Linked DNA regions of Xenopus laevis: region 2 is linked to region 1. Evidence: chromatin contacts called from public Hi-C data. All regions are on one chromosome and are shown on one strand. Each heading gives the region's core, a stretch centred on a gene start, on an enhancer-like site or on the middle of the called end of the contact. The rest is flanking DNA. Distances are from core to core; before and after follow the strand shown.

Region 1 (3,373 bases), core at 525-3,024:
AGGTGCCATATTGTTTCCCTTAGACAGTACAGTATGAGGGTATAGCTTATTGTGTGCCCAGAACATTCCTGCTCTGTATATTTGTATTTATACATATGGGAAGGAGCTGCCATATTGTTTGCCTTAGACAGTATAGTATGAGGGTATAGCTTATTGTGTGCCCAGAGCATTCCTTCTCTGTATATTTGTATTTATACATATGGGAAGGAGGTGCCATATTGTTTCCCTTAGACAGTACAGTATGAGGGTATAGCTTATTGTGTGCCCAGAACATTCCTTCTCTGTATATTTGTATTTATACATATGGGAAGGAGGTGCCATATTGTTTCCCTTAGACCAGTGATCCCCAACCAGTAGCTCGTGAGCAACATGTTGCTCTCCGACCCCTGGGATGTTGCTCCCAGTGGCCTCAAAGCAGGAGCTTATTTTTGAATTCAAGGCTTAGAGGCAAGTTTTGGCTGCATAAAAACGAGGTGCAGTGCCAAGCAGAGCCTCAATGTAGGTTGACAATCCACATAAGGGCTACAAAATGGCCAATCCCAGCCCTTATTTGGCACCCCAGGAACATTTTTCATGCTTGTGTTGCTCCCCAACTCCTTTTACTTCTGAATGTTGCTCACGAGTTCTAAAGGTTGGGGATCCCTGCCTTAGACAGTACAGTATGAGGGTATAGCTTATTGTGTGCCCAGAACATTCCTGCTCTGTATATCTGTATTTATACATATGGGAAGGAGGTGCCATACTGTTTCCCTTAGACAGTACAGTATGAGGGTATAGCTTATTGTGTGCCCAGAACATTCCTTCTCTGTATATTTGTATTTATACATATGGGAAGGAGGTGCCATATTGTTTCCCTTAGACAGTACAGTATGAGGGTATAGCTTATTGTGTGCCCAGAGCATTCCATCAGAGATCGGGGGGGGGTGCTTCTCACCTATTGACAGGTCTCTCAGTCTCTAACAGTTTCAGAATCGACTTGCCGTCCATTTCTGGTGGAATGTCCAGGCCGGCGATGTCTAGGATTGTAGGTGCCAGATCAATGTTCAGTACAATGTGGGGATTCCTAAAGTAAATAGGATATAAAACATCTTTGTTATTTATTTGTTTCAGATAAATGCATCGCTGTGGGTCCCGGGGAAGCTCCTTGATGTACACGGTCTCCTGTGAAGGTGAAAGGAATGGTCTCAAGAGCAGCAGAAGATAAGATACACCAAGGAGAATCTTCTCCAAAGGCTGATGGGAAAATACATATAACACTATATTTTTAGGCAATGTAGCTAAAGGAGCAAAGAGAGTGGGAGGGGCTTGTTATGTGTAACTGTAATGGGAGTGAGAGTGGGGCTAAATAATTCTCCTCCCATTACAAAGCTCCCAGAATAAGCAAAAATACCGGCCTTCCTATATATCTATCTTTTTTCCCTATTAATAACATTGGGATCGACCGGGAAAAATACTGGCCAGGTGGCAACCTTATTCCCATCAGTCCCTGCCCTAGTAGAGTTTATAATGTAAGGTCTCTATCACGTTTGGGTTGTGGGAGGAACGAAGGTTTATATAACCATATACTGCCCCTTTAAATTCTCTTTCCATGTGGGACTGGGTCGGTATCAGTGATCATAATGTTATTCAGCCAGGGAATAATGTGGCTCCATCTATAGATAATAACAGATCAATACTTTGTCTTCCTGCCACACAGACGCCAGCCTGTGCCGTCAGCTATATGCACCGGCAAATAGTGATGGGCGAATTTGTCCCGTTTCGCTTTGCAGAAAAATTTGCGAATTTCCTGCGAAATTTGTGAAACGGCGAAAAATTAGCGAAACCTGAATTTTGACGCTCGCATCAATGGGATTTATGTTGACGCGCAACGGTTTTGACGGGAGCGACTTTTTTGACTCCATCAATTTTTCGCAAATTTCACCTGGCGAATTTATTCTCCCATCACTACTGCCAAATGACATAACCTTGTGTGTGTATTTATATCTATATTATATCTAAGCCCTCTCCCCAAATAAAATCGCACTTTACATACAAAGATCCTGCGTCCACATTTGGTCCACGGACGTAGAAGGGAACTCGGATGTCGAATTCGTAAGGCATTGATTTTCCTTTGACCAATCCGAACTGCCCGATGTGATACCCGTGGTCAGCGGTGTAAATGACGTAGGTGTTTTCCAGTTCCCCAGTTTCAACCAGCATGTTGTAAACCTGAAGAACAAACCCGATATAAATAAATATATATCTAATTGATAATAGACTGCTGGGGGTTGCCATTATTAGGCACAACACATGTTCCATGGTACAGGACAACTGACTATGGAGGGAAGGGGATTCCACCATCAGCATAGGATTTGGTATAATACTATAAGGGTAGTAGCAGGTCCAGGGATCAATCCTAATGCCATTAGACAATCAAAAACAATACCCAACCACTTTCATTCATTTTCTACCCTTTCTCTTCTCTCTCAGCCCCTAGCCATGTATCATTATCTCCTGCTCTCAATTCCAATTCCAAACCCCATATTTTCATGTCCGTGTCCTTCAATTTCTCCCTCCCCTGACTGCATCGTTCCTCCAAGGGCAGATCAGGCAAAAGGTTGTTATAAAGCCTCCACCAAAAATCATGGGACCCCATAATCTTTACTTAGCAGGACACACCCCTTCCAGGGGGCCTGGGCTTATAAAGCAACCAATCCCCTAGTCCCTGCTGAAAGGGGCCCCAATGGAAAACAAATAAAAGCCCAATTATATTTTACAACAGGCCATGCTCTGAACCAACATGATGGGGCTCCAAAATTATTACTTAGAAGGACAACCCCCAGGGGAGCTTGGGATTATTAGGCCACCGACCATCTGGATCCTGAATAAGACCCCAATTTATACACCAGACCATGTCCTGATCCACCAGTCCCACCCCATTATGCCCAAACCTGTCTATGGCAGGTTCAAACCCCATCACTCCTCTGCAAGCCAACACTTTTGAGGCCAACACATTGGACCTTTAAATCTCTTGGTTCCTCTCTGCCAGGGAGCCCCCTAATTGTTCCCTTCACCCTAAATACGAGTATTTGGGACAGCTGTGTAAGGGTCTTGGACTTGAAGTCCTATCAGGTTCCCAGGGAAAAGCTGCAGGAATCCCAGCATGCACTGTACGTCAAACTTCATCTGAAATGCCCATAGAGACAGTAACACGGGGCCCAATTGAAATAAATAACAAAGAAGCTGATTGGGCGGAACTTGGGAGCGCAGAGCATCACTAAGCCTTAAGGAGCAATGAGACGAGAGTAGGAATTTGCATCCCATTTATTAAGTGCGTAAATAAAAACACTGTGCGGCTGTTCCGCCGATTAATAAAACATTAGAGAGAACAATA
Region 2 (3,427 bases), core at 746-3,245, 250 kb after region 1:
CCCATTGTAAGCAGCAGTCCTGTCCTGCTTTATGGCAGCTGAGATTCTAGCTATCTGTATAACAGAGCATTCTGTCCCAGTGGCTGCACAGATCCTATCTGATCCCCATTGTAAGCAGCAGTCCTGTCCTGCTTTATGGCAGCTGAGATTCTAGCTATCTGTATAACAGAACAATAAAGTCCCAGTGGCTGCACAGATCTTATCTGATCCCCATTGTAAGCAGCAGTCCTGTCCTGCTTTATGGCAGCTGAGATTCTAGCTATCTGTATAACAGAGCATTCTGTCCCAGTGGCTGCACAGATCCTATCTGATCCCCATTGTAAGCAGTAGTCCTGTCCTGCTTTATGGCAGCTGAGATTCTAGCTATCTGTATAACAGAGCATTCTGTCCCAGTGGCTGCACAGATCCTATCTGATCCCCATTGTAAGCAGCAGTCCTGCCCTGCTTTGTGGCTGAGATTCTAGCTATCTTATTTTTTACTAGTAAATAACATAAAAGAGAAAAGTAACTCTCTGGAATTGCTCACAGCATCCTTATTGAAAAGGAATAATATTCAGCACAAGCATTAAGCCGACAAGACAAAAAAATAATACAAAATCCATTTGGCTCTTTATATTAAAATGGCGGATTCCATACTGTGACACACACATATAAGGAGCACTTGGTGCCCCATCCCCGCTGATAGCCGGTAGATTAACTGTCCACACCAATCATCTGGCAGAGCAAGAAATTCCGAGCAGGAGGGAGAAGCTAAATCCTCCCAGGTAGGGAAATAATTGAACTTTTTTTTTTTTTTTTAAATCAAAATGCGCCTGACACAGCCCATCTGTTTCCATGAGGAATCGCTGACATGTGAGCCTGCAACCGCCAACCGCCATTTCTTTCCCTAACATGTTATTGATTGGGTGCTTAGAGAGATCTCTGGATGGAAATAAGGGAAAATCAATAGTAAATCTGTATGATCCACGTATTTTATCTCAGCTTCAGCCGCATGGACAAAAGAATATTGCTATACCATATTCAAGGACAACAAAAGCAACAAATATATGCTTTATGTTTCGGGCTACAATCCCAGTCTGGGGGTGCTAGAACCCAATGATATCTCCAAATCAGGAATGTAATGGATCTAATTGCTAAAGTAAATTCTAAACCTTGTGCTTGATTGTTCTTTGGAAATGGACTCTCTGCCAGTGATGTGTGGGCCAGACAATCCCTGCAAGTAAACCCAGTAGCCAATAAATACCAACTGCCCCTCAGCCAATAATGGGTGGGTGCCAGGCCTGACTCTTTGCCAATAGCTGCTGTGTAACATTCATATTGTTCTCAGAGGTCATAATTGGCGAATTTAAACTTCCTTTAATTTGCTTCAAATGTATAGAGGAGGACACGGTGCTCCAGAATTAAATGTAAAGTAACTCACCATACAGTGAAAGTGGTCCGGGTGCACCAGCCCCAGACCCCCAGCTTTAGGGAGCAGTACAGCAGAAGATAAGGAAGCAGAGCTTCCATGAGCCCATGACTAAGCACCCTAAAAGGTGCGAAACGCGTAGGGTGGATGGAGATGCAGATATATTTTTAATTTTTCTACTAATAAAAATATTTTTTAACTGAATATCTCTGATCCTGTGGATCCGTTTGAGTGCCAGTCAGCTCTGCTTCCTTAATTTCTTTAATTTGCTCCAACATATAAAGGCAGATTACTGCCTACTACTTCAGACTACCATCTGTTTACCCCATCAGCCCCTTTTCATTATATCAATGACACCAGGGAACTAGGGGTAGGCAGAAGAGGCACCTGCCTAGGGAGCAACAACAGGGGGGCGCCAGGCACATACCTGTAAAACCATCTTCTACCTTCCTCTAGTCCCTGTTTGCTACCCTGTGTCCTGCTTTCCTTCCTCCCCTCTATGGCTCTCTCCTCCCATCATACGCTCTCACCTCCCTCCCAATGCTCTCCCTCCCCTCCGATACTCTCCCCTCCCATCCAACGCTCTCCCCTCCCATCCGACGCTCTCCCCTCCCATCTGACGCTCTTCCATCGTTCCCCTGTCTTCCCCTATGCTACTGCACATTCAAGCGCAAGTTGAGTTTGGGCGTGCACTCACATTGAGACGATTACGGAGAAGGGAGCGGGCTGGCCGGCCGGGTTGCCTGGGGCGTCTAGGTCGGCTTGGCCCGGCGCTGAATGACACCTTGACTTGTGTTACTATCGTAGCCCTATTCTGCTACTGCAGGAAATCAAGCACTGATTTTCTTCCTTGTGGTGCTACAGGAGTCCTGTGTCTTCGCTACAGGGGAGAGCAGGTACTCAATGATTTGGCCTCCACCCAGGGTCAGGACAGACTGAGCTATAATACACCTCCTTGAGAACTTCTCTGATCCACAATCACACACACAGTGGAGAGGTGGATGGCATACTACCAACATTTGGAAAACAGAAAGAGGGACAAAAACATATGCCGCAAATTTTTTTGCTTATCGTAAATTGTAACAAATGTATCTAAGTGTGCCTGCCACGTATTCTGGGCTCACTGCCAAAAGCCATTTCAGTTTTAGAAACTTTGTAAACAGGACAGCTGGGAGGTATACTTATGTGACAGTTTCTTCAGAGCCCTGAGAAGAACTCCCTTTGGCTTTCCGTGCCCTGAGAAGAGCACGCTTTGTTCTTCAGAGCCCTGACAAGGACCCCCTTTCCTTCCACACCCTAAATAGAGTGCGCTTTTCTGCCACTGGGGTTCCCTACTGACTTTTCACTCACAGTAATATGTGGGAACCTGAAGCATCTTGCTTTCCCTCTGCTTCTACCTCACAGCAGCACTTCATCTGCAGCACTTCCTTCCCATCAGCTTCTCTCCTACAACTTCCTGTGCAGGCCTGCTTCCCGTCAGCCTCTCTCCTACCACTTCCTATGCAGGCCTTCCTTTCTATCAGCTTCTCTCCTACCACTTACGGTGCGGGCCTTCTTCCTGTCAGCTTCTCTCCTACCACTTACTGTGCAGGCCTTCCTTCCTGTCAGCTTCTCTCCTACCGCTTCCTGTGCAGGCCTTCCTTCCTGTCAGGTATATGCTGGATCCTGATGAAGGGAGGGTGTAGGTGTACCCCTTCCCCAAAATGTTGATTCAATAAATGGTGTAAGCTCCCCAACTGCATAAATTGTGTGTGTATGTGGCTCCGTATATGTTGCAGTTGCTATGGGACAAAGTCAGGTAATTGATCAGCCAATCATGGGGAATCCTGCCTGGTTTTCCTAATTTGGAAAACGGGGCGGAAATTTTGACCCAGGCAGCCCTTCAAATTACCGGGCTTTCCGGGCCAAAACCAGACAGGTGGCAACCCAACCACCAGTTGGGTTTTTGGAGAAAACAGGTGTGCGGTGGATACATTGTATTGATCCCCTACATTGCAATAACCCTCCTCTGTCCCTCAA

What was found. A called contact is a pair of places that touch in the nucleus more often than the background predicts.
Region 2: a Hi-C map of the XL177 cell line shows a contact between it and region 1, with 6 times the contacts expected there. The contact joins two enhancer-like sites. A contact is called at or near these places in 3 of 4 Hi-C or Micro-C datasets (the XL177 cell line, the XTC cell line and animal cap).

The regions. Positions count from the first base shown.
Region 1 is chr9_10S:8,692,802-8,696,174 of Xenopus_laevis_v10.1, forward strand. It overlaps sulf2.S (extracellular sulfatase Sulf-2), which reads right to left. Exons shown (of 22, transcript XM_018238155.2): 8 at 2,033-2,208; 9 at 935-1,063. Among protein-coding and RNA genes, the nearest start is that of ncoa3.S, 55 kb to the left of the region's middle. Within about 2 kb of position 1,775, at least 1 of the 7 cell types and tissues checked has an H3K27ac peak or open chromatin away from gene starts, as enhancers often do.
Region 2 is chr9_10S:8,939,331-8,942,757 of Xenopus_laevis_v10.1, forward strand. No RefSeq gene overlaps it. Among protein-coding and RNA genes, the nearest start is that of sulf2.S, 140 kb to the left of the region's middle. Within about 2 kb of position 1,996, at least 1 of the 7 cell types and tissues checked has an H3K27ac peak or open chromatin away from gene starts, as enhancers often do.